Linked DNA regions of Mus musculus: regions 1, 2, 3, 4, 5 and 6 are each linked to region 7. A link is a contact called in public ChIA-PET, HiChIP or PLAC-seq and promoter capture Hi-C data. All regions are on one chromosome and are shown on one strand. Each heading gives the region's core, a stretch centred on a gene start, on an enhancer-like site or on the middle of the called end of the contact. The rest is flanking DNA. Distances are from core to core; before and after follow the strand shown. Region 1 has its middle 8.7 kb from the start of Gm4470. Region 2 has its middle 43 kb from the start of Gm32028. Region 3 has its middle 55 kb from the start of Gm4470. Region 4 overlaps Tcf7l2 (transcription factor 7 like 2, T cell specific, HMG box). Region 5 overlaps Tcf7l2 (transcription factor 7 like 2, T cell specific, HMG box). Region 6 overlaps Tcf7l2 (transcription factor 7 like 2, T cell specific, HMG box). Region 7 holds the start of Zdhhc6 (zinc finger, DHHC domain containing 6).

Region 1 (3,017 bases), core at 455-2,954, 750 kb after region 7:
GCTCTGCGACCAGATTGCCCACAAGCAGAGTTAACTTGACATGTGTTTCCTTGAATGAAGACTCAATCCTGATACCAACATCTATCTTACATGATCTCTTTGGGGGCTGGACATGTATGGCCCCCACAGATCCTTGTTGCCAACATAGTTTGACACAGATGGCCACACGGATCCGGGAGTCAGGTAGAGGGGAAAATATCATCTTTTTCATGCTCTGGGGTGGAGGATATAGCTTGCGTTCGTGGCCAATCAGCAACTGCAACCTGCAAATGTAGCCAATCAGCAACTGCAACCTGCAAATGTGAAACCTGGAAGGAGAAGGATCTATGCTCTAAGACCCAGGTGAGCCAGAGACCCAGGGAGAGCAGAGCCAACCAAACAACCAGAAAGTGGGTTCAGGGGGCTCACTCCCCCCCTCCCCCAGTAGGTACCAAAGGGAGGCAAGAGAAAATGATAGAGTCAGACGAACGTAGAAATAAGCCCAGATCAATGCAGGCATTCTTCTATATTATAGGATACAGGGAGGGAAGGGAAACTGGCTTGATATCGGATAGCTACGGATTTCCCCCAAAACACAGGAAATGCACATTCCCCAACAGACCGCAGCCAGCGAGTGCAGCACTACCCACAAGGGCTTCACAAGGTACACAGGCAGACTCACTGGAAGTCCTAGCCCCATCAGGACAGTAGAACTTTAGAATATTTTGTTCTTATTTATACATACGTGTTTATGTCCATGTGAATGTGAAACACATGTGTGCACGTGCCTGAAAAAAAAGGCAAAGGAAGCCATCAGATGCCCCGGAGCTGGACTGAGCTGCAGGCAGACGTGAGCTGTCCTAAGTTGCAGGTTCTGGGAACCAAACTCTGGAAGCGCAGGAAGTGCTCTCATCCTGTGAGCCATCTCTGCAGCCCCAGTGCTCCAGAACTCTTATGAAAAGATCCAAAGTGCTACTACTTGAAAATAAGTGAAGAGCTTCGAATACTGCTGGGTATCTCCGCATCTTGTCTCCCCTCACCCCACCCCCCATCTTATTTTATCAACTACAAGTAAAAAACACACACACACTTTTTTTTTTTTGAGTTGGACTCCCGGCGTGCTCGAGGACACTTCGCAGCATGTCAAGCAGATATTGACTTCTGAGCCCATACTAGCACGGCTCGATCGATGTAACACCGCTTCTGGCCCCTGGCTCTTCCCTCGTAGAGCTGGCTCTTAGCCACGGGGCTGCAGAGGGCATCTAGACAGATCGTTCCTCCACTACACAACAATGTCAGTGGCATCATGTATGGGGGAAAGCTGTGCTGAGGAGTAGGAAGCAGCCCTGTGAGGGTTGGGGGGTGGGGTGGCAGGGGCACAGCACATCCTTCCGCATTTGCAAACAGCTCTCTCTTCCTCCTCTGGACTACTATTTTTTTTTTTTGCCCCAGATGTACTTTGGATGGCATGCCCATGCTGTCTCTGCTGAATTTCAAGTCAAAAGAAACAGCAGGGAGCAAGAGCCCCAATAATTTGCCTCTGTAGAGTTGATGGTGTGTAGGTGGACACGTGTAAGGTGTGTGTGTGTGTGTGTGTGTGTGTGTGTGTGTGTGTGTGCTCGCGTGCATTTATACATTCGTCTGCTGCTGGCTTATTCTAACCTAGCAAGGCCAACAGCACAGTAAGGCAGAACAAAGGCTCCGAGCCAGGCTGTCAACGGCAAGCTTGACCTCTTATTCCTCTGATGATTCTGGACAAGTGGCTTCTTATGCCTGACTTCCTCTTCTAAGAGACAGGAATTCCTATTGTCCGGGAAACGCTGTCCCTTCAGAATGAATGTGAGTGAGTTCCAGCTGAAAGTACCCATGACATGTATTTGAACTAAAGTCACCAGTGAAATTGGGCCGGGTGGTGGTGGCGCATGCCTTTAATCCCAGCACTTGGGAGGCAGAGACAGGTGGATTTCTGAGTTCGAGGCCAGCCTGGTCTACAAAGTGAGTTCCAGGACAGCCAAGACTATACAGAGAAACCCTGTCTCGAAAAACCAAAAAAAAAAAAAAAAAAAAAAAAAAGAAATTGGGGGGGGGGGGACACACAGGGCTAGTGAGATGGCTCAGCAGGTAAAAGCACTCCCTGCCACGTTCAAGCTGAGCTGACCTGAGTTCAATCCTTGGGACCTGCATGATAGAAGGAGAGGACCAACTTTAACTCCTGTGCACTGCTCTCTGACCCACACATAGACGCATGCTGTGGCATAGGATGGGCCCCAAATTGTGTGTTTGTGTGTGTGTGTGTGTGTGTGTGTGTGTGTGTGTGTGTGTGTGTGTGAGAGAGAGAGAGAGAGAGAGAGAGAGAGAGAGAGAGAGAGAGACAGACTAGGGCAAACATTAATTAGTGTTATCAAGTGTGAACTATGGTGAGAATAAGTAGAAGGGAGAATAATGGAATTTTAAAAATCAGAATATAAATGCAATGGTATTTGTGATTTAAAAAGCTGCAAACTTGGTTCTGCACTCCCGGAAGTCAAATCAAAACGAGAAACTCTCAGGTCACGTGTGGTGTGCGTGTTACTGTTACGGCATAGGTGATCCAGCTAACTTCATTTCCTGAAGAGTCAGTATGGAGGGATTTATCAATCCCTCCTCCTATAGCCACGGGTATACAGGCAGCACAGAGCAGACTCGAGAGGTTTTTGAAAAGGAGGAGAGGGAGAGGAGGGTGGGTTTGATCTCTAGCTGTAACATCTTTTTGAAATTTTGAAATACGAAAGCTCCCTTTTGTCATTCATGAGTGTGGGGCGAGTGTGAGCAGACCATGATGAGCTAATCACGCATTTGCCTTCTGATTATAGACGCGATGGGATGCACACTCTCGCCTTCCTCCTGCGGTGCCTCCCTGCCACGGTGGGTTGTACCTGCAAGCCGTGATCCAAACTAAATCCTTCCTTCCTTGGGTTGTATCATCAAGTAGTTTACCACAGCTCTGAGAAAAAGAAACAGCTGACACAATGAAACTAACACAATGAGCTGCTCTGCTT
Region 2 (2,861 bases), core at 88-2,587, 900 kb after region 7:
ATGGCCAGCAAATTTTTTCTGCAGCCAAACCAGAAATACCTCTGCCCCTGAGATATTTAGCAGCATGGTGATGGATCTTGAAAGAACAAATGACTGCAAAAGTTTACTCCATCAGGGTGTGTCTGTATGTGTCTCTCTGTGTATGTGTCTGTATGTGTGTCTCTGTGTGTGTCTGTATGTGTCTCTGTGTGTGTGTGTCCATGTGTGTCTGTATGTGTCTGTGTCAATATGTGTTTCTGTGTGTGTCTATATGTGTCTGTGTGTGTGTCTGTGTGTGTATCTGTGTGTGTCTCTGTGTGTGTCTTGTGTGTTTGTATGTGTCTGTATATCTATATGTATTTCTGTATGTCTGTGCATTTGTATGTGTCTGTGTGTCTGTATGTGTTTCTGTATGTCTCTGTGTGTGTCTATATGTATCTCTGTATGTCTGTGTGTCTGTATCTATATGTGTCTCTGTATGTCTGTGTGTCTCTGTATGTCTATGTGTCTGTGTGTGTGTCTCTGTGTGTGTCCCTGTGTGTTTGTATGTGTCTGTGTGTCTATATGTTTCTGTATGTCTGTGTTTTTGTATGTGTCTGTGTGTCTTTATGTGTTTCTGTATGTCTGTGCATGTGTCTATTATGTGTCTCTCTGTGTGTATGTGTGTCCATGTGTATCTGTGTGTGTCTGTATGTGTCTGTGTGTGTCTAAATGTGTTTCTGTATGACTCTGTGTTTGGCTATATGTGTCTCTGTGTGTATCTGTACGTGTGTCTGTGGGTGTCTGTGTGTGTATCTGTGTGTGTCTGTGTGTGTATGTGTCTCTGTGTGTGTGTCAGTGTGATTCTGTATGTGTCTCTGTGCATGTATCTATGTGTCTTTCTCTCTGTGTGTCCAACTTTACTAAGCAAGTGCAGACATGTGAAGAGGTGGGGATAAGGAAGGATTCTTCCCCACTGACCGCCATTACGTTAAGAACCAGGCCCACTACCTCCAGTTTCCTTCTTTCTAGATTGTGCTCCTGTAAGTGAGGTAGCCTCCATACGTTGGAGTAGGTTTTCTGTTGCTACTGTTGCTGCTGCTGTTTTGTTTCCTTATAATATACATACATAATTTTTTGAGGTATAGACGACCAGCTCCTAGGAAAGAAAAAGAAGAAAGAAAAACCCCCACCACCACTCCTGGTTGTCAGAGTCGGAATGCATATCAGTTATGCTGGGAGACAATGAAAACATCAAAAAGCGCATACAGACCATAAAAAATTCAAGTCCTCTGAAGCAATGTGGGACGGCTTGGTTGTGCTCCTCATTTGCATGCCAGTACCCACAATGCTCTGCAAGCTCCCAGATCTTTCCGAGCAGCCCTGGAGTCTGAGCTCTAGGGAACAAAGCGAGAGGATCCAGTGTGCTTGTGGGGAGGCACTTCTGTGTCTGCACTCGAGCAGTGGGGTTGGCGTGGGCTCGGGAACTTCTCTCCCTCTGTGGTGATTAGCAGGCAACCCTTGAGGGCTCAATCACAGGCTGGGGAGCCGAGCCTGGCTTTTTGTTTTGTTGCGTTGTTGTTTTGGCCTTTCTCTGATTGACATTCCCGACATGGCTGTGCTGTGGAGGTGCACAGAGAGCAGAGGAGACCAGCGCTCAGAAGGGCTACCTGGGTTGCTACAGCTGCTAGCCTGGAACTGGGGACTGTGTGCAAGGTGTTCTTTCTGTGGTGTGGCCACATGAGATTCGGTGCTTGGTGACCCTGTGGCCTGTTGCTTGTGGGATGCTCTTTCTCTCATCCTGGCGTCAGGGTTCAGCTTGCCTGCTCACACGGTCACTTTCCCCTTAGGATTTGGTTCTTCACAGAGCCCAGCAGAGCTATTGTCTACATCTAAGGGGATAAAGCCCAGAGGAGGCTTGGAGCTCAAACTCAGAGCTGCAGGTAGAGAGTCAAATCCAGCCCTTAAACAGACCCTAGCACCGGACCTCACCTACCGTGTGGCCAGCCCATACCACACTGACTAATGCTACCCTGAATGCCCCAGAGTGGCTGAGAACCGTTCGTTATTCATGCGGTTTTAGCCTTCTCAACCATTCTAGAGCATTACCAAACACATTAAAAATATATAATAATAATCTTTGCGTCTGCAACCTTGAAGATTCGGGTCTGGGTTTGTGCTTTGCTTTCCCAACCTCACTTTTCCCAATGCCGGCCGAGGAGTTCATAGGCCAGATTAATTTTGCAGTAAGAAAACAGGGTGAGGCGAGTAACTGACCATATCCGTGGGCTGGTAGTCTACCTCCTGGAACACGGAGCTTCAGAGGAAAGATGAAAAGATCTCCTTTCCCCACACTCAGGAGTTCTAACCTGGAAGCACCAGCCAGCCGGCCCATCTGTCTGCTTTGTAGAAAGTGTCCAATCCCTTTCCAATATCTTTACCATTTATTTTGGGGGCACTGGGCCTTGAACCCAGGCTCTTATACAAGCTGGCAATCACCACTGAGCCTTATCACACCCCCCACCATCATTTAAAAGCCTTTATAGATTTATTTTTAAAACAAGGTATCCTTAAGTTGCTCAGGCTTTCAACTTGCAGTCCCCCTGCCTCAGTAACTCAAATACTTAGAATTTAAGAACCACCAGCTACAGACCAGCATGAAGCTACTATGTGTTTTCACTGGAATCATCAGTCGGGGTTGCAGGGACAGAGCTACTTCCCGCTGGGTCTGCAGTAGAGGCTCCATCAGTCCCAGAGGCATGGCTCTCAGGTTACCCTGGAGCAAGCGTGCCCCTGCCTAACTAGCATTTGCAGGGCATGTGCACTACTGGCTGGACTCACAGACTGAAACCCTAAATGGTTCTATTTGTTACCTGGAACTCCACACCAGGATGGCCCGGTCC
Region 3 (3,278 bases), core at 59-2,558, 710 kb after region 7:
CCTCAGGTATTTCCCTACAGACTTGAAGGAAGCTAAAAACCCAAACTTCAGAGTTTAAGAGAGATTCTGTGAGTCTCTCAGCTCCAGCCCATAACCATAGTATATGACAATGGTATATGACATAGTATATGACAATGGTATATGACATAGTATATGACAATGGTCTGTTTCTACTCTTCTGGAGCAACAGAGGAACAGGTCAAGGGTCACACCATTTTAATTCTTCCTGGAAGTCATTGGCAGAAGTGTGCAGAGGAGAAAATCCTCCTTCATGCAAGAGGCAAGGCAGATAAATATGTCTATGCAGGAATGCGTTGCTATTTTGACCCACTGGCCATCGATCTACACTTCCTCATCTTGATTTGGTGTATTCAGCTGCACAGCGGGGCTATCCTGTAACTCAGATGGGTCAGATGTCAAAGGATGTGCCAGGTCCCAGTGGATCTTGTCTGCGTCTTGAGAAGGTGCACCCAGCAGAAGCATGAGGTGGGTATTGTTGCCTGGACCTCCTGCCTGCTCTTCCTGTGTCTGAGTCTGGAAGACTTGGGAAGCACACATGGGATTTCATTCCCAAAGGTTCTCCATGGAGGCCACCCCCTCAAAGTGGACATGCCACGTGCACAACAGATTAAGTAAGAGCAGCCTCTCAGCCATCCCCATTCATATGGCTGCTGAAGATAAAATGAGCGGTGGATGTGAAAGGGCTTTGGGAATGACCGCATGTGATGGTTGCCAAGTTAGTGAGCTACAGTAACCGCTACGCTAGCAGTGCATTCTGCGGCTGGGGAAGGGGCCACTTGCAAATGAAAGTCCTGTGTTCCCCTTTCTTTGGTTCATATCTGCAATTTTGCTGTCTTGCTCAGGAGCGTCGAACCATTTTGAACAGGCATTGTCATTATTTCTCAAATCTCTGGCCTCTGGATAGTTTGCAATGTTGGCTCAAGTTCATGTATAGACAGGAGGTATTTGGTGAGCCTCAGAGGGCAGAATGCTTCTCCCTAAGATGGGGCTGGGACACAGGAAGAGAACCCAGAGACAAAGAGAAGAAGGTGCCAAGTGTCATGGCTGGTCCATGGAGACCAGCCAGAGATGAATTAAGCATGACATCCTATGGAAAACCAAACAAACAAAAAACCCCACACCAAACACAAGGGCCTGGCTTTCATTTAACAGTCAATCAAAAGGCGCAGAAAGCTCAGGCTTCTTTCTGATGAGGAAACCAGATATGCGAGGCAGTCAGGCCTGCGGTGAGTCAAGGGGAGGAGGCAGCATAATGACTCGGCTTGTCCGTGACCATTTGGCTTGTAGCAATCATCACAGGCCTGGACTGCTTCAAGGAAGGAGCCAGGGATGAGCAGGGAGCCAGCAGCAGGGCCTCATGTTCTGTGTGATGTAAACACCATACATCTGGGCACCTCATGTTCTTATACCTTAGGATGAGGAAGAAACCAGCACTGATGACAGATGAGGCAGGCTTGAGAGGAGGGAGCTGGAAGCAGCAGCAGAAGATGATGAAAACGTTTAGATAATGTGGTGTGGGCTCCAGAAAAGGAGAGCAAGGCTGCCTGGGCTGGAGACTTCCACAGCTTTCAGATCTGAGTTGGCAGTGCGGAATGAGGACTACAGTTGGTCACCAGTGGCAGCAATAACCGCAGAAGCTGTGGAGAGTGAAGGGAGCATTTTGCTGCCCAATGCTGTCCTTGGACCGAGGCAAAGTGTGGCTGTGATTACCACTACTGTCTGCTGAGTGTTGTCTATTGGGCTCTCCAGTCTAGATCATTCCCAAGGGCTGCCTCTGCCTTGTCTCTCCATTAGTGAATGGATTTGTAAATGACCCAAATACGGTCAACGAAGTCATGGTAGATCCATGCTGGGCAAAGGATAGACAGTCCTCCCGGTAGAAGAGCTAAGCGTTGAGGCTGAGATGTTAGATTTTACTCCAGCTGGGTTTCATACTCAGTAAAGAAGGTCTGTAGGGTTGAACCTTCCAGTTGGTACCAGTTTAATTTCTCTATGTCCTATTATTCAAGTATGTGGGGTCTTCAGCAATAGGCTCTTCCCACCAAGGGAAGGGTATCCAAGAGCAATGGCAACAGCGTGTTGTGTTTGCAGGGGAATCTAAAGGACTCCACTGACTGACATCAGGAAAGTAGCTGACCCACGCCCAACGCTTGGCCTTTTATTTCAGCATTGCCCCCTATTACACGATAACACCATTTAAGCTCCCTGCATATCTAAGAAGTTTCTAGCTTTTGAGGAACCTCTACACTGATTTCCACAGTGACTAGAGCAGTTTAAGTCAACAGTGAAACAAAACCTGCCAGACCCAGCAGCACTGTTGCATATTGGAGCTCATAGCTGTCAGGACTGAGCCAGATCAAGCTAGCCAGAATGGCAGCATTGGCCAGGAAGGTCCTGCTTAGGTTTGTGATAACTTGACAGAAACTAGAGTCATCTGGGAAAATGCCTGCATCAGATTGGCCTGTATGATATTTTCTTGATTGACAATTGATGTGGTAGGTCCCAGCCCACTGTGGGTGGTGCCATCCCCTGGGAAGAAAGTCTTTGGTCATATAAGGGAGCCGACTGGAAAAGCCATGGTGAGTGTGAGCCAGTAAGCAGCGTTGCTCCATGGTCTCTGCTTCATTTTCTTCCTCCAGGTTCCTGCCTTGAGTTCCTGCTCTGACTTCCCTCAGTGGTGGACTGTGACCCAAGAGTTGCATGGAAACATACACTCTTTCTTCCCAAGTTTCTTTTGGTCATGGCGTTTAACATAGCACTAGCCACCTATAGGGCAGGAAGGGCTCATGAAGTCCTACCCCCGGTTGAGAAGCTATTTGCAATTGTCTGCTAAGGGAGAAAGAGGGAAGGGGAGGGTAGAAGGGAAGGAGGAAGGGAGGGAGGGAGGGTAGAGAGAGAGAGAGAGAGAGAGAGAGAGAGAGAGAGAGAGAGAGAGAGAGACTACCTGTGTCTTCAGTGGATGGTCCTAACCCCCGATACAGGGAGCACTTAGTGGACTCAGTGTGTTACAAATAAAAAAAAAAGAATACATGAAGTTCAGAGGAGAAATTGGTAGGAGAGAAAAAGGAGGAACTACAGGAAAAGAACAAGAGTTGGATTTGATCAAAACACCTCATATGAATGTATGAGGTTCTCAAAGAACACATTGTTGTTGTGAAGAGAAGAGAGAACTCATGCAAATACTAAAAATAGTCCTTACAACTATTAAATTATAAACAGGTACATTGAAAGAAATATTTTAGGCTAATGGCTATTCA
Region 4 (2,967 bases), core at 429-2,928, 600 kb after region 7:
GCCTAGATTGGCAATTAAACAGCTCTTGCTGACACTCACTTGTGCCACCCTGTGACCCCCTTTAGATTGAGATGTTGGAGCTCCGGGCCCTCAGCCTGCTAAATTGGGCAAGGCTCTTCTCCTGACGAGAGCAGGCCCTGAAATCTGCCGGCTTCAAAGGGAGCGAGATCATGTATAAACCATAATGTAGGTGCACCGTGGCTCACAAAAAATAAGGCAGGAAGAGATGAAATGTTACAAGTGCGAGGGGGGGCGGTGGTGGTGGTGGCGAGAGAATAATGACGATCCGCACGCGACTCAAAGCAGGACGGCTACACGGGGAAAATGCATCCCACGGCCTGTGCATAAAATCAAGGCCGGCAGATGACGTGCCGCTCACAGAAACGTGTCAACAGTGAGGCAAAGTGAGAGTGAGCATGAGAGAGGCCCCTGAGACAGCCAGAAACAAAAATTAGTTGTCCTTAACAAGTTTAGATTCATCATTATATTCTGGCTTCCAGCCATAAAAGCAGACAGGGGTGTATAATGAGCTGCTTAGAATTTTTTTGAGGGTGTTTTATGAGGCAGTTGTCTGCAGAAAGGGGGTTCGTGGGTGAAGGTGCATGCATCTTGTGTGAAGATGTACAGCTGTTGTGCCTTTTCCACGTGCATCAACGTGTGGAGGTCAAGGGACTCGAGAGCGTGCATTCTTTACCGTGGTACTCAGGTCTGCCTCCACCCCAAAATGAGCTCCAGTCTTGTTGCCTGCCTCCTGTTTGTATGTATACAGAGATCATACGTGCCCACATGGGTTTTTTTTTTTTGTCTTTCTCTCCTTCATGTGTTTGTACACACATTCTTATACTGCAGGAAAAGGAAATGTATGTATTTGAGACTTTGATCGTAAAAAGCTTCTCTCTACCCGCCCTTCATTCAAGGGCTTCCGGTGACTTCTGTTCTTAAGTGGCTTTTGCTCTGTGGGCTGGGAGCAGTGGGAGGAACGGATGTGACATCAGAGCTTAAGGGTTTACGTCCTTTTTTCAGTATTTGGGGGGCCAGGATGTTGGTTTTCTCTCCCCCTCCCCCTCGCACCCCCAACCTCTCTGATTCCTATTAAATCATGTCATTGTTTTCAAACTCCAGTTCTGCCTTAAGTCTGCAGAGGTGGCCAGAGGGTGGGATTTCTGAGTGTTCTCTGTGGATATATTTGTCTCTGTTAAGATACACTGAGCCTATTCATTCTTCAAGTTTTTTTTTGAAATACCTTTTCAAACGAACATTTTTATATTATTTGTTTCTCTGATCCACTTACAGAGGAACTTTGTAAATAAAAACAAGAACCCTTTGAAATCCTCACTGTGATGACATTTCACTGAAACCCCTCTCCTAGAACTCCCAGAACTCATTTCTCAAGAGCAGGATGCTGGTCTGCACTGGCCCCTGGGTGGTGGCTGTCCTCTTCTGGTTTTAGCCTTATTAGAAGGGCAGCCATTGCCTCAATCCAGCCTGGATTTGCCTCACCTGAGCAATCTGTCCTTCTCCTCCTTTGCCCTATTTTTGTACACACTGTGTGCTTCTTCAATTGAGGAGGTCTCTTCCTACCATACAAACCAAACATATCATGAGATGTGACAGCTGTTTGTCCTGTGTAGCTAGCTGATAGTCTCTTCTTGCAACAGTGGGTTTAAAGATCAGCTTTTGTGTCCTGGCAAAATTGTGTGTTGGGAAATGCCATTTCAAGGACTGAAGTGTGTAATGGGGAGCTTTCCCAGAAGTGCGTGCTGTTAGAGGCGCTGTTAACTCCTGATTGTTTTTCCTACGATTACAATTTTTATCATTTATAAGGCTTTTGAATGAGGCACAAATAACCTACTAGGCAACAGTAAGAATATTACTTACTGAGAAAGGGCGTGTAAGTCAGAATTCAGTGCTTCAGTGTGTGTGTGTGTGTGTGTCTCCATTTTTCTAAAAAATGAATGCACACATATTCAAACGCCCGTGACGTAAGATGAGAGTGGCACAGGACTCTCTAGAAGAATATTTCCCTCTCTGCTTCATTCACTCTCTCATACCATGCTCAAACGGTGGGCACAGTAACAAAAGAAAGAATAAAAATTGGATTGCTCTGCATCACCAGAATGAGGCCTAATGAGACATTCAGAACACCGTCAAAGACATGTATGTACATTTCAACCACATTAATATTTTATTTAGCTGTCAATATACAACAAAAGATATCACCTGTTCTTCTAGCGCTGATCAGGGCGCAGGGAATCACCGTCTTTAAGGTGCTGCAGGTTATGACTCAAAATCCAAATGGATGTGTGATTTCTGGCTGGCCGTCCAAGCCTACTTTTCCACCCAAGTACATCCGTTGAATTTGTCTTTTGCTAAAGATGTTAAAAATAGTAATGTCTCATGTCAGTAGCAATAATGAAGGGGAAGACTGGCTTTAATGACATTATGAGAATCATTATGTTTAATTTATCACTAATTAATGCTGACAGGTTTCATATGCCTTGGGTTGCTTTCATGTGAATGTTACTGCGCTTTTTTTTTTTTTAAAGTAGTGTGTACACATCCCTCCTCATTCATTCATTTTGATTCTGACAATTTACACAGCTTTCTGTCCTCTAGGTTCCCTCCCCATATGGTCCCTCCCCATCACACTCTGCACACGACCGGCATCCCTCACCCGGCCATCGTCACACCGACAGTCAAGCAGGAATCCTCCCAGAGTGACGTCGGCTCACTCCACAGCTCGTAAGTGTTACCACGTTGTTTCATCGTGATCTGTGGCCTGTGTGATGAGCTGCCACCATGGCCGCCGTTTGCTGGCTGGCTGGCCAGCCTCTCCTTGCTTTGCTCCTAGGGAGCATCTGGTCCATCCGGAGGAAATGCTCTCTAGCAGGTCTCTCTGATTGTCGCGCTGCTGCTTCAGAGATCTCTGTGGCGTGTGCTTGAGTGGACTGGGGATGGCAGTCACTC
Region 5 (3,182 bases), core at 458-2,957, 620 kb after region 7:
TATATAACAACTCATTTGTACAAGGTTTTTAAGTTTATATATAAAATGTGTATATATTTTTTTGTTTCCTTTTTTTTTTTTTTTTGGCGTACGTTCGTTCGTTCGTTTGTTTGTTTCTGTATAAAACCCAGATGCCACCAAATGGACATTGACATTCGCATTAAGGATCAGTAGCATTAACAAAACTTGCTTTAAAAGCCATTCTGTAAAACAAGACTTGAACATTAGCGAGAGGGTCTGAGCAGCCGTCTGAGCAGCCGTGGGAACTGCCCCGTTTCCCCCTTGACCTCCTAGTCAACTGCCCTGTGCTCTTAGAACATGGACTGACCGTGTGCAAAACTTTTATGTGCCAAAATTCTCAGTGACTTTAGCTTTCTCCCTCCTTTTTGATGCTGTACTTTCTGTTCGCCATGTTTTGCTGTGATGTTACATAGATAGATTTGTATGTAGTTTTAATGTCACCTATAACAAAATGTGTTTGGTAGCAGACTGTCCAGAAAGCATTTTAAATGAAGAGGTCTAAACCCTTAAGGGCCAAAAAAAATCCTGTATATTAGATTACTCTTAAATGAAAAAGAAAAAAAGAAAAAAAAAAACCCCAGCTGCCGCTTTTATGTATGCATATTACATACAAGTAGGTAGTGACCTTTAAAAACAAGAAAACCTAGGCATGCCGATGTTGTAAAATGCTGTATAAAGCTGAGACCTGTTCCTTCAGTGCCATCGTAGTTGACATGAAGCGATTGTAAAACTGTCTCCGGTTTTCTCTGGTTTATTAAAATGCTAACTATAACATTTTCTTTTCTTTTTTTTTTTTTGTGAATACTTTGAATGTCTCCCTAACAGTTGTGGTGTTGCTGTTCTGTTCGATGCTTATTCCAAGTTCATTTTTTTGAATGGTTTTGAAGCCATTTTGTAATGAATTAAATGTCCATGCTGTACAGTACCTGTAGCATGCCTGCCGTTCTGGATTAATAAAAGCAACTTAGTATGTGCAGAAAGGCTGGCCGCTTGCTTCTGTGACTTGGGGGTGGGAGTGTCTTACCGGACACTGGACTTTCTCTGGAGGGGTGCATTCCCTTCCAGGTTAGGGCTTGAGGTGGTGTGGGTAGCATGTAGTGGTGGGTGTTTCATTGTGGTGAAGTGTCCTGTGTACAAAGGGACCCTAGGGTGTCTTCTTTATACCCCACTGTGTCACAATAACTGAACAGACACTGCTTGCCTGGCCATTTCTCACTCATACAGCCTGTTGTGCAGTGTGAGACAGAATTTGATTTTAAAAACTGATTTAGTTCACCCTGAGTGGATTTAAAGAACTGAGTGGGTACCACTTAAGGATGGTGAGTGTGAGTATGCCCTGACTGTTCTCTAGACATTCCCTGTGGGAAGAAGGCAGGGATGTATCTAGCAATCACTGAGCGAGCAGCTTTTCAGAAAACTGGCATCCCACTCACTGAGCTGTGTGCATGGAGGGGAGGGGACTCACAGCTGTGCATGGAGGGGAGAGGATTCACAGAGCTCTGCATTAGAAGGGTCCTGCTGTTCTGGAGACCTATGCTACAGGTTATCTACTGGAATAACTTCAAGTTTATCCCTATCACTGAGGAGGGTCGCAGTGAAGATCTTCCTGTGGTCATTGGGTGTCTCTTCTCAATGTCCATTGGATGGAATTTTTATTGTCCACATGTCTAGGACAGCTGCGCCTTCTGAGGGTAGACATTTTACGCATCCCAGAACCCTTTGTGTGACTGTCACTTAAGATTACTATGATGTTGGGTCAAGAACTTTCCAGAGCTCTGCCTCGCTTGGGCTAGCTGTGGGTCTGTGTACTTTCTGTATTTTGTTTTGTTGTGCTTTGTACGTTGTAAGAGTATTTCTGATCAGCCTTCCCTACTGTATTCTGTACACAGGCCCCAGACTGACCTTTGAGAATAGAAATAAGAGCACTGTGCTTCTGGTGGCTGTGTGCCAAGCTGTCCCCGTGCATTTTCTCATTAATCCTACCACCACTGAAAGAAGTCACCCCTGCTGGCATTAGCTTTATTTATAACAATGGATTGAGAAATACAATGTAATCTTGTCCAAGGCCATAGTTGGTAGAAGGGGGAATTGGAGGGACTTCAGTGGAGACCTGGCTTCGAGCCATGTTCTCAACATCAAGTTAAGCCTTCCCATGTTAGAGATGGCTCTTCTCTGGTGGATAGGATAGGACAGGCCTTACTTGCCTCTGCCTCTGCCTCAGCCTACGTCAACCTTGATCACCTGCTCGCTCTCAGGAAATCCAGCTCTCAAGAGTTCCCCCAAAGCATTGCTGTTCTTGCTGGGAGCTCCTCCTCAAACCTCTGGTCTCCCTCCAGAGAGCACTCTCCCGTGGCCAGAACCTGTGATGCTTTTCCTCTGTGCTCTTGGAGCCCCCCAGTCCCCTCCCTGTAGCTCCCTAACCACTTCCACAGGGTGCACTGTCTCCTCTGGAGGCTCAGGGCACAGCATTGACTATGCTTGGCTGAGTCAATTCCGGAGTGGTGCATTCTTACTTGCAAGGACCTTCCAGAAGTTTCCAGGCTCCTACCCTACAGATGCACGTACCCTGTCCTCTACCTCCTGACAACCAAAACTATTCTAGACATCCCTAAATATCCTGGGAGCCAAAATCACTCCACCTGGAAACCATTTTTTTTTTTTTTTGGCAAGTTATCCCTTGTTCAACGCTGTGTACAAGGGTCGGTCCTGGGCACCAACTAGGTACCCATGTGTCTTTGTTAAAAGGAAGAAAGAGGCACTGTCCAGCTTGACTGGTGTTTGTGTGGGAAGCAAGATAGGGACTGTGTAGTGCGTCTTTCTCTGTGTGTAGTCCTACAATGTCAAGGGTGTTGGTGGTGACCTTAGCCCTTTGTCAAGCTGGACTATAGTGTAGAGTGCCCCTTGCAGACATCAGGAAAAAGGGCAGTGCCTTTCCTTTCATTAGACACCCTGAGGTAGATCTTTTGTTAAATTCAAAGTTGGGGTCATCTATACCTGCTTTTTTATTAGGGGATCTTCCCAGGTCTTTTGGGCAGGGCTGTCAGAAGAAACACTCCTGTTCACTCTCTCAGTGGCACTCTAAGAGTAACTAATATCCACTCTTTGGAAGGCCACATCCCTGGCTGGTATGCTTTTTGCAGCATAAAATGAGTTTTTTTTAA
Region 6 (2,870 bases), core at 347-2,846, 560 kb after region 7:
TTTTGGGAATTATCAGGACAATGGTTCTGAACAGAGTCTGGTTACCACAAGGCCCATTTCTCTGCCTCTCCAAATCTACACTTCTGCAGCAACCATGGTTCTTTTGGCCCCGGTCTTACTGAACCACCTTCCCAATCTAGTGGTTTCTGACTCCATGTCCACTCTTGCCTCTTTAACACCAAATCTTTGCTCCTCCCCTCTTAGCCCACACTGATCCAGGCGCATACCTGCCTATCAGAAGCAGACCTATGAGGTGGTAAGCAGAGCATTCTGGCCTCATATGCTCTTAGAAAGCAGGGGATTGGAGGTGATTGGTCACAAGGATCCAATCACATCAGGGAGGGCTATCTATGAGGCCTTAGTCATCGGTTTTGTAATAACTATTCTCAGTCACTTAAAAAAATGTTGTCTCCAGGATTAAAAGAGAAAAGATGCTTCGGGGAGACGATCAGGGCCTGCCCTGTGCATAAACAGATAGCAGAGAGATAGTACTAAATTGAATGTTACCCAACAGGTTTGGTGTGCGATTTGTTGGGCCTGGACTCCTAGGAAAAGATGATAAAATAACTCAAGACAAGGGAATGGGCCAGTGACCTAAAAGCACAGGCTTTTGAGTGGATAACCATAGCCAGAGTAATTTTAACTTGTTCACAGTAGTCGCTGGAGATTGCTAAGTGGTGACTCACAACAGGACCCTACTCTGTCAGCCTCTTTCTAAACTTTGAAAACTGAGACCCAGATAGAGCAAATGGGCTGTAAGACTCCCAGGCTTTGTTACCAGGTCACATAGCATCCCACAGCAGAAATCCACCTTCCTGCTCGTCTCTTCCCACCCGACCCGGCCACTCCCAGTTCTCCGCACACTCGAATGTCATTCAGTAGTACCCAAGTTCTGTGCAGAAGCCAAAAGTCCTCTGTGGATAAATGTGTGGAATCCAGTGTCTGGTGTGAAGTCACATATTTCTCTCTGGAAATCATGACTTTTCTTGGGTGCCCGGGATCCTCAGGGGCTTCCATGCTCATGAGGATTTTAATCCAAGCATTTCTGCTGAAAGGAGACCGGGAAGCAGGAGCCTAGGACTTTTCCATAAGGAATACTAGAAATCTTGCAAGCAACGACTGTGCTTTTAGCAACACTTAGCTGAACCTATCATACAGGCTGCCTCATGCCTGTAAGGCCAGCACCCAGGAGGCTGAAACAGGAGCATTGCTGTGAGCTTCAGGCTACAGAAACCACACCCTTACCATTTATACGAGATGGACATTAGTTTGTTCTTGCTTCTGTCTTTCCCCAAGGCCTAGTGTTTGGGAATTCTTTTAGGGTGATGCTTTCTGGGATTTGTTAACATCTCAGAGATCTGAAAAAGGACTCTTTGGAACAGTTTTCACCCCCAGCATCAGGGAGAGGAAGTAGGAGAGAGATCACCAAGTTGGCTGAGAGGCTGTTGACCACGTTGGAGTTCACTGGTGGTTTTTACAGCTCTACTCTGCTCTTAAGAGTCCCGTGTCTTGTAACCAGGAAGCAGGCTGATGCCCTGGGTTGAGTTCAGCAAGTTTGTTTTGACTTGTGGCCCACAAGGAGAGAGAAGTCCTCATTATGTAATGTTAAACTGGGCCGGGAATGTCAGCTGGGCCCTGCTTGCCAAAGCTTGAAGAGTTGGTTGGGAGCAGACTATGTTTAGTATGACTAATCCAGCTTGGCAGGGTAAAGGGGTGGGTGGGTGTCACTCTGAGAGGGAAGGATGACTTAGACTATTTCAAATATTAGCACTTTGTATGCTCTGTAGCTGTCCCCAAAGTAACTCAAGTAACCAACTAAGTTGAGGCCTCATTCATCAACTAGTGCAATACTGACTGTTGACTGGTGGAGTCAAGACACCAACAGATTCCTCTTGCAAGGAGGAGAGGCAGGCTTGGGTCCTGAGAAAGCTTCCCATAGCAGCCTGTGTTGGTCAAGAGTGGCTGGCAGGGTACTCAGTAATTAAAGCCAGTATACAAAGCCAACACTAGATTCTGTAATAAAAGTCGCAGTGAATCCCAATAAAAATGTAAAGGAAAGGAAAACATGGCCCACTTTCCTAATAAAGATTCCAGAGTGTAATTTAGAGCCCCCGCCTCTAGCCTTTTCCATCTTTATTTGGACGCTTTTACGCCTTTTGCCCCCCCCCCCCCCCCCCCGCAAAGTCCAGCTTGGTCCTTCCTATGTGACAAAAGGACCCCATTTTTATGTAGATGCCTTTAGTTGGAGACAAAAATAATCCAAAAGCATGTTTGCACAACCATCCTTAAACAGTGCGTTCCCTGACACCCCCCGCCCCCCAGTCACACAAAGGTTGCTCTTTGGTAGGGTAGATGCCCTGCCTGAGGTGAAGTGGGGAGTCGCTTTTGTCTTTTCCCTGATGAATGGATGTAAAATGTTCACTGAACCTGGAAGCACCTCCTTTTGTGCCTGGTGCCCCCCTAACACAGGCTGTTAAACTTGGGGCAATTGCTCATGGTGGGGGATTGAAAGGGGCCATTGTGGGAGGAGGGGCCCACACTGAGACCATTGTGGGTATAGAGATGTCATTGTTTCCCAAGCATTACGGAGTAGACTCTGGGGACCCCCGGGCATCAGTGTGCCCAGCCACTGTGCCGACTGCACAGCATTTGCAGGGTTGGATTGTCCCCTAAGCACCAGGCCTCAGAAAAGCCAGGCAAGGTCCTCTTAGGCTGGACACGCCACAGTGTGCCCCCTGCAGGATGCATGTGGTATTTCCTACAAACATCAGCTTACCAGGTCCTTTCCTGCTCCTACCTAGATTGTACCTTTTTTTTTTTCCTGTCTTGATCCCCAGACCTCATTTCTGCAGGGAGGTCACTTGTCCTCC
Region 7 (2,906 bases), core at 281-2,780:
TGACACAGTCTCCTTAAGTCTTGAAGATTTTCAAACTTGATTACTGAGCAGAATATGCCCATCTTGGTGAAGAATGACTTCTTTCTTCTAAAGAACTAGAGATCTCCTTTTCCTGTGCACACATTTCTGTGTGCAACAAGTCCATGTGTGTGCCTGAGCTGTCATGCCTTTGGCTGAAGGGTCACTGAGGTGGGGTATGTCATTTTCAGTTGTGGCCTCCAGAACTCTGTATCTCACAGGAGAATATAGGTTGATTTGAAACACAGCCTAAAGAAAACAAGATGGGAAAACTCCGTTTAGAAAGTCCATATGCCATTTATTTAATATTTAACTCCAAGGAGCACTTGACTCAGCACCTCGAAAGCACACTAGTGTGGAGTTCACCTCTTATCGAGAACAAAAATAATTACTTTGGACCTATCCAGAATACAGTCCGAGCTTGAAGTGCACGAAAACCGGACATATTAAACAGTTTTCCTCTTCTGTTCAAAGTGCCAGAAAGGATCGACTACTCCTAGCTTAGTGGATCGTTAGAGAGAACAAAGACTTAGGGAGCTGAGAAGCAGGGTCTTATCTAATTATCACGTATCTAATTCTTCCTAGAACAGAAACTGGCTTAGAGAGACTGTGATTATATCGACCGACCAAGGTCACAAGTAACAGCTAAGTCCAGAATAGAAGCACCAAACTTCTTTTTTAGGACGTTCTAAACTGCCTCCCAACGAGTTGTGAATTAACTGTGACATGCTCTACGCATATAATACTTTGTGTATTAATAACTGGGCACTTGTTCTCCCAAGCGCCAACATTAGCAATCGATCGGGGTTAAAGGTACAGGAAGAAGGGTGAGATTAAAACGAGAAGGCCGCATGTGTGTGCGCGAAAAATCACAACTGAAGCAGTGCACGAGAACGAGCACAGAGTGGATTTAAGCGGGCGGGGGGGGGGGGATAATTCCCTCCGGGGCCGAGGGAGAAGGGAAGAAGGCACGCACGGGGAATAGTTGTAGACCTGAGTTCTGAATGGAGTGAAATGAGCCGGGAAAAGACCTATGACACATGGGTATGACGTATGCGTAACGGATTCCCACGGAGCAGATGCGCCAGCCCGGTCGGTGCCTGCCTCAGTTTCCCGCCCATGTAGTGGTGCGGGATGCTCTGGGATCTTCACTCACAGGACAAACGTCTTATTAAGCGAGGTCTGGGCTCGATATTTTGGAGATGCTGGGTCGACTAGGTCGAGGCGAAGACCGCCTCGTAAGCGGGTTGCACCCCCTGCGGTGACTCCCACCTCAGTCTGGTCTCCGGTGCCCGCTCCACAGCCATCGCATTTCCGGGACGGCCCGGGCTCAGCGGAACAGATTTTCTCCTCCTTATAGCTCTGTCATGAGCGCTTCAGTCTGAGCAAGCCGAATGCGAACCCTGACGGCGAGACCTGCGCGGGGAACTCGGACCCGCGCGTCTCTGGTTCACGCGGCCGCCGTGAGCCTCCCGCTCGGGTCCTCGGCGCAAGCTCCGCCACAGCCACTTCCGGTCGGTGCGCGGCGTCAATCTTCCCTCGGAAAGCCCGCGCCTGCAACTTAGAGTTTGGGGGCGCTCCAGCCGTTTCTCTGGAGCTGCAGTGTGGGGGACGTGTATTCTGTGATACCCGAGAGCATGTGGGCTTTCGTAGTCTTTTTTTTTTTTTAGGGGTCACCGAAAGTGAACTTTTTCTTTAGTTTTACGTTCGAAGATTTGGGTGGAAAGGAAAAGGCGCAGGCAGCGCAGTTTCCGGAGGACAAGGACTGCGTAGAGCAACCAGGAAGCGGCAGGGCTGGGAGTTGTTCCCGGTTCCCGCTGTGCTGTGGAGACTTCTTCACAGGGTCCCTGCGCCGAGGCCGGGCGCCCTTGGCGAGTCCCGCTCTGAGCGCTAGAACCCGGCTCCGGCCGGCCGTGCCCGAGCTGCCATGTCTTCCGACTTCGAAGGGTACGAGCAGGACTTCGCAGTGCTCACTGCTGAGATCACCAGCAAGATTGCAAGGGTCCCTCGGCTCCCTCCCGGTGAGTACCCTGCCCGGCCGGGCGGGGGCGGCCTGGAGAGCCGGGGGCCGCGGAACGCCGCCTGGGCACGCGGGGCTCGCTGGCGCGAGGCTGCTGTGGGTGGTGCTGGCGGCCCGGGGAGGGGTGCGTTCTGGGTAGTAGGTTGTGATTGGCATTAAATGTGCTTCAAATGCAAAGCACCTTCTGCGTGGAAACCATTTTGGGGGGGTGGCGCCTGTTTCCTACCCCACCGCTTTTTAAAAGCTTGTATAGCCTTGGAAACATTGCTCTGCATCTTGATTTCTTCTTTTTTCCTTTTCTTTTTTTTTTTCTATCTTTTTTTATCTTTTGTAAAATATGAGTATTCAAAGGAACTGTGTGAAAGTATCAAGATTGTGGATCTGTAAATGCAGCAGCAGCGTTGTCGTTTTAGTCAATAATTCTGTTATCCTTATTCGTGGCACACTAGAATGACGAGCTAGGATGCCTGAATTCAAGTCTAACCCTTGCCACTTAGAAGTTGTCTCCTAGGCAAGTTTTCGTTATCCTTCAAAACTTCCTTCTTGGTTCGAGAGACTCGTACCTCTCTCAGGGCGGTTGTGAAGATTAACTGATACGCAGCTGTGAAGCCCTGTGTCTTAGCTCTTGTTAGGATTCCTATTTTTCAGACCTCTGCCCTGATTCTGTGATTCTCATCTTTCTTGGGTATCTATAACCCAGTTTTATATGAAACTTCGTACAGGACAACTTTGCTCACTTTTACAATTCAGCATCCTCCAGGTATTACCCTGCATGCTAGGTTGTCAACAGTGGGAAGGTGGGAGCCTTGTCTGATTTTCTTGACATTTCTTTTCTAAGGGCTCAGATTTTTTTTTTTTTTTTTTGTGA

The links. Promoter capture Hi-C pulls out the DNA fragments that hold promoters and counts their contacts. HiChIP or PLAC-seq counts read pairs in DNA pulled down with a chosen protein or histone mark. ChIA-PET counts read pairs in DNA pulled down with a chosen protein or histone mark.
Region 1: an H3K4me3 HiChIP or PLAC-seq map of bone marrow-derived macrophages shows a contact between it and region 7, with 4 times the contacts expected there. The contact joins the enhancer-like site here to the promoter of Zdhhc6 in region 7. A contact is called at or near these places in 2 of 39 promoter capture datasets (the 3T3-L1 cell line and embryonic stem cells), 1 of 484 Hi-C or Micro-C datasets (bone marrow-derived macrophages), 8 of 115 datasets of contacts at active chromatin or transcription factors (acute myeloid leukemia, bone marrow-derived macrophages, embryonic basal ganglia and 5 more) and 3 of 9 other capture datasets (adipose tissue, embryonic stem cells and liver).
Region 2: an H3K4me3 HiChIP or PLAC-seq map of embryonic basal ganglia shows a contact between it and region 7, with 8 times the contacts expected there. The contact joins the enhancer-like site here to the promoter of Zdhhc6 in region 7. A contact is called at or near these places in 11 of 39 promoter capture datasets (the 3T3-L1 cell line, the C10 cell line, the SN4741 cell line and 8 more), 3 of 15 datasets of contacts at CTCF or cohesin (the NIH/3T3 cell line, embryonic stem cells and large pre-B cells), 1 of 484 Hi-C or Micro-C datasets (bone marrow-derived macrophages), 21 of 115 datasets of contacts at active chromatin or transcription factors (the 230-238 cell line, the NIH/3T3 cell line, T-cell acute lymphoblastic leukemia and 15 more) and 3 of 9 other capture datasets (embryonic stem cells, liver and macrophages).
Region 3: a promoter capture Hi-C map of the SN4741 cell line shows a contact between it and region 7, with 2.8 times the contacts expected there. The contact joins the enhancer-like site here to the promoter of Zdhhc6 in region 7. A contact is called at or near these places in 4 of 39 promoter capture datasets (the 3T3-L1 cell line, the SN4741 cell line, embryonic stem cells and 1 more), 1 of 15 datasets of contacts at CTCF or cohesin (the NIH/3T3 cell line) and 5 of 115 datasets of contacts at active chromatin or transcription factors (embryonic forebrain, embryonic stem cells, large pre-B cells and 2 more).
Region 4: an RNA polymerase II ChIA-PET map of memory CD8 T cells shows a contact between it and region 7, with 9 read pairs. The contact joins the enhancer-like site here to the promoter of Zdhhc6 in region 7. A contact is called at or near these places in 3 of 39 promoter capture datasets (embryonic stem cells, pre-B cells and stem cell-derived epiblast-like cells), 1 of 484 Hi-C or Micro-C datasets (bone marrow-derived macrophages), 11 of 115 datasets of contacts at active chromatin or transcription factors (bone marrow-derived macrophages, differentiating embryonic stem cells, embryonic basal ganglia and 7 more) and 4 of 9 other capture datasets (adipose tissue, embryonic stem cells, liver and 1 more).
Region 5: a contact with region 7 is called in an H3K4me3 HiChIP or PLAC-seq map of stem cell-derived neural progenitor cells, with 19 read pairs. The contact joins the enhancer-like site here to the promoter of Zdhhc6 in region 7. A contact is called at or near these places in 2 of 39 promoter capture datasets (embryonic stem cells and liver), 9 of 115 datasets of contacts at active chromatin or transcription factors (differentiating embryonic stem cells, embryonic basal ganglia, embryonic forebrain and 5 more) and 2 of 9 other capture datasets (adipose tissue and pancreatic islet).
Region 6: a contact with region 7 is called in a CTCF HiChIP or PLAC-seq map of the NIH/3T3 cell line, with 7 read pairs. The contact joins the enhancer-like site here to the promoter of Zdhhc6 in region 7. A contact is called at or near these places in 10 of 39 promoter capture datasets (the 3T3-L1 cell line, the C10 cell line, cranial neural crest and 5 more), 1 of 15 datasets of contacts at CTCF or cohesin (the NIH/3T3 cell line), 2 of 484 Hi-C or Micro-C datasets (bone marrow-derived macrophages and muscle stem cells), 13 of 115 datasets of contacts at active chromatin or transcription factors (the 230-238 cell line, the NIH/3T3 cell line, acute myeloid leukemia and 10 more) and 3 of 9 other capture datasets (adipose tissue, liver and pancreatic islet).

What each region holds. Positions count from the first base shown.
Region 1 is chr19:56,067,762-56,070,778 of GRCm38.p6, forward strand. No RefSeq gene overlaps it. Among named protein-coding and RNA genes, the nearest start is that of Gm4470, 8.7 kb to the right of the region's middle. Within about 2 kb of position 1,705, at least 42 of the 459 cell types and tissues checked have an H3K27ac peak or open chromatin away from gene starts, as enhancers often do. A contact at or near this core is called in bone marrow-derived macrophages, where this site is marked.
Region 2 is chr19:56,219,579-56,222,439 of GRCm38.p6, forward strand. No RefSeq gene overlaps it. Among named protein-coding and RNA genes, the nearest start is that of Gm32028, 43 kb to the left of the region's middle. Within about 2 kb of position 1,338, at least 24 of the 459 cell types and tissues checked have an H3K27ac peak or open chromatin away from gene starts, as enhancers often do. A contact at or near this core is called in embryonic basal ganglia, where this site is marked.
Region 3 is chr19:56,021,218-56,024,495 of GRCm38.p6, forward strand. No RefSeq gene overlaps it. Among named protein-coding and RNA genes, the nearest start is that of Gm4470, 55 kb to the right of the region's middle. Within about 2 kb of position 1,309, at least 61 of the 459 cell types and tissues checked have an H3K27ac peak or open chromatin away from gene starts, as enhancers often do. A contact at or near this core is called in the NIH/3T3 cell line and the SN4741 cell line, where this site is marked.
Region 4 is chr19:55,914,738-55,917,704 of GRCm38.p6, forward strand. It overlaps Tcf7l2 (transcription factor 7 like 2, T cell specific, HMG box), which reads left to right. Exons shown (of 15, transcript NM_001331146.1): 9 at 2,617-2,742. Among named protein-coding and RNA genes, the nearest start is that of Gm52391, 22 kb to the right of the region's middle. Within about 2 kb of position 1,679, at least 45 of the 459 cell types and tissues checked have an H3K27ac peak or open chromatin away from gene starts, as enhancers often do. A contact at or near this core is called in liver and memory CD8 T cells, where this site is marked.
Region 5 is chr19:55,932,659-55,935,840 of GRCm38.p6, forward strand. Tcf7l2 (transcription factor 7 like 2, T cell specific, HMG box) reads left to right here. Exons shown (of 15, transcript NM_001331146.1): 15 at 1-997. Among named protein-coding and RNA genes, the nearest start is that of Gm52391, 3.9 kb to the right of the region's middle. Within about 2 kb of position 1,708, at least 8 of the 459 cell types and tissues checked have an H3K27ac peak or open chromatin away from gene starts, as enhancers often do. A contact at or near this core is called in stem cell-derived neural progenitor cells, where this site is marked.
Region 6 is chr19:55,875,110-55,877,979 of GRCm38.p6, forward strand. The region is part of intron 5 of Tcf7l2 (transcription factor 7 like 2, T cell specific, HMG box); the gene reads left to right. Among named protein-coding and RNA genes, the nearest start is that of Gm52391, 62 kb to the right of the region's middle. Within about 2 kb of position 1,597, at least 104 of the 459 cell types and tissues checked have an H3K27ac peak or open chromatin away from gene starts, as enhancers often do. A contact at or near this core is called in the NIH/3T3 cell line, adipose tissue, embryonic limb bud and 2 more, where this site is marked.
Region 7 is chr19:55,314,506-55,317,411 of GRCm38.p6, forward strand. It overlaps Zdhhc6 (zinc finger, DHHC domain containing 6), which reads right to left and starts at 1,531. Exons shown (of 11, transcript NM_025883.4): 1 at 1,291-1,531; 2 at 1-267. The coding sequence starts at 62. It overlaps Vti1a (vesicle transport through interaction with t-SNAREs 1A), which reads left to right and starts at 1,552. Exons shown (of 8, transcript NM_016862.4): 1 at 1,552-2,039. The coding sequence starts at 1,946.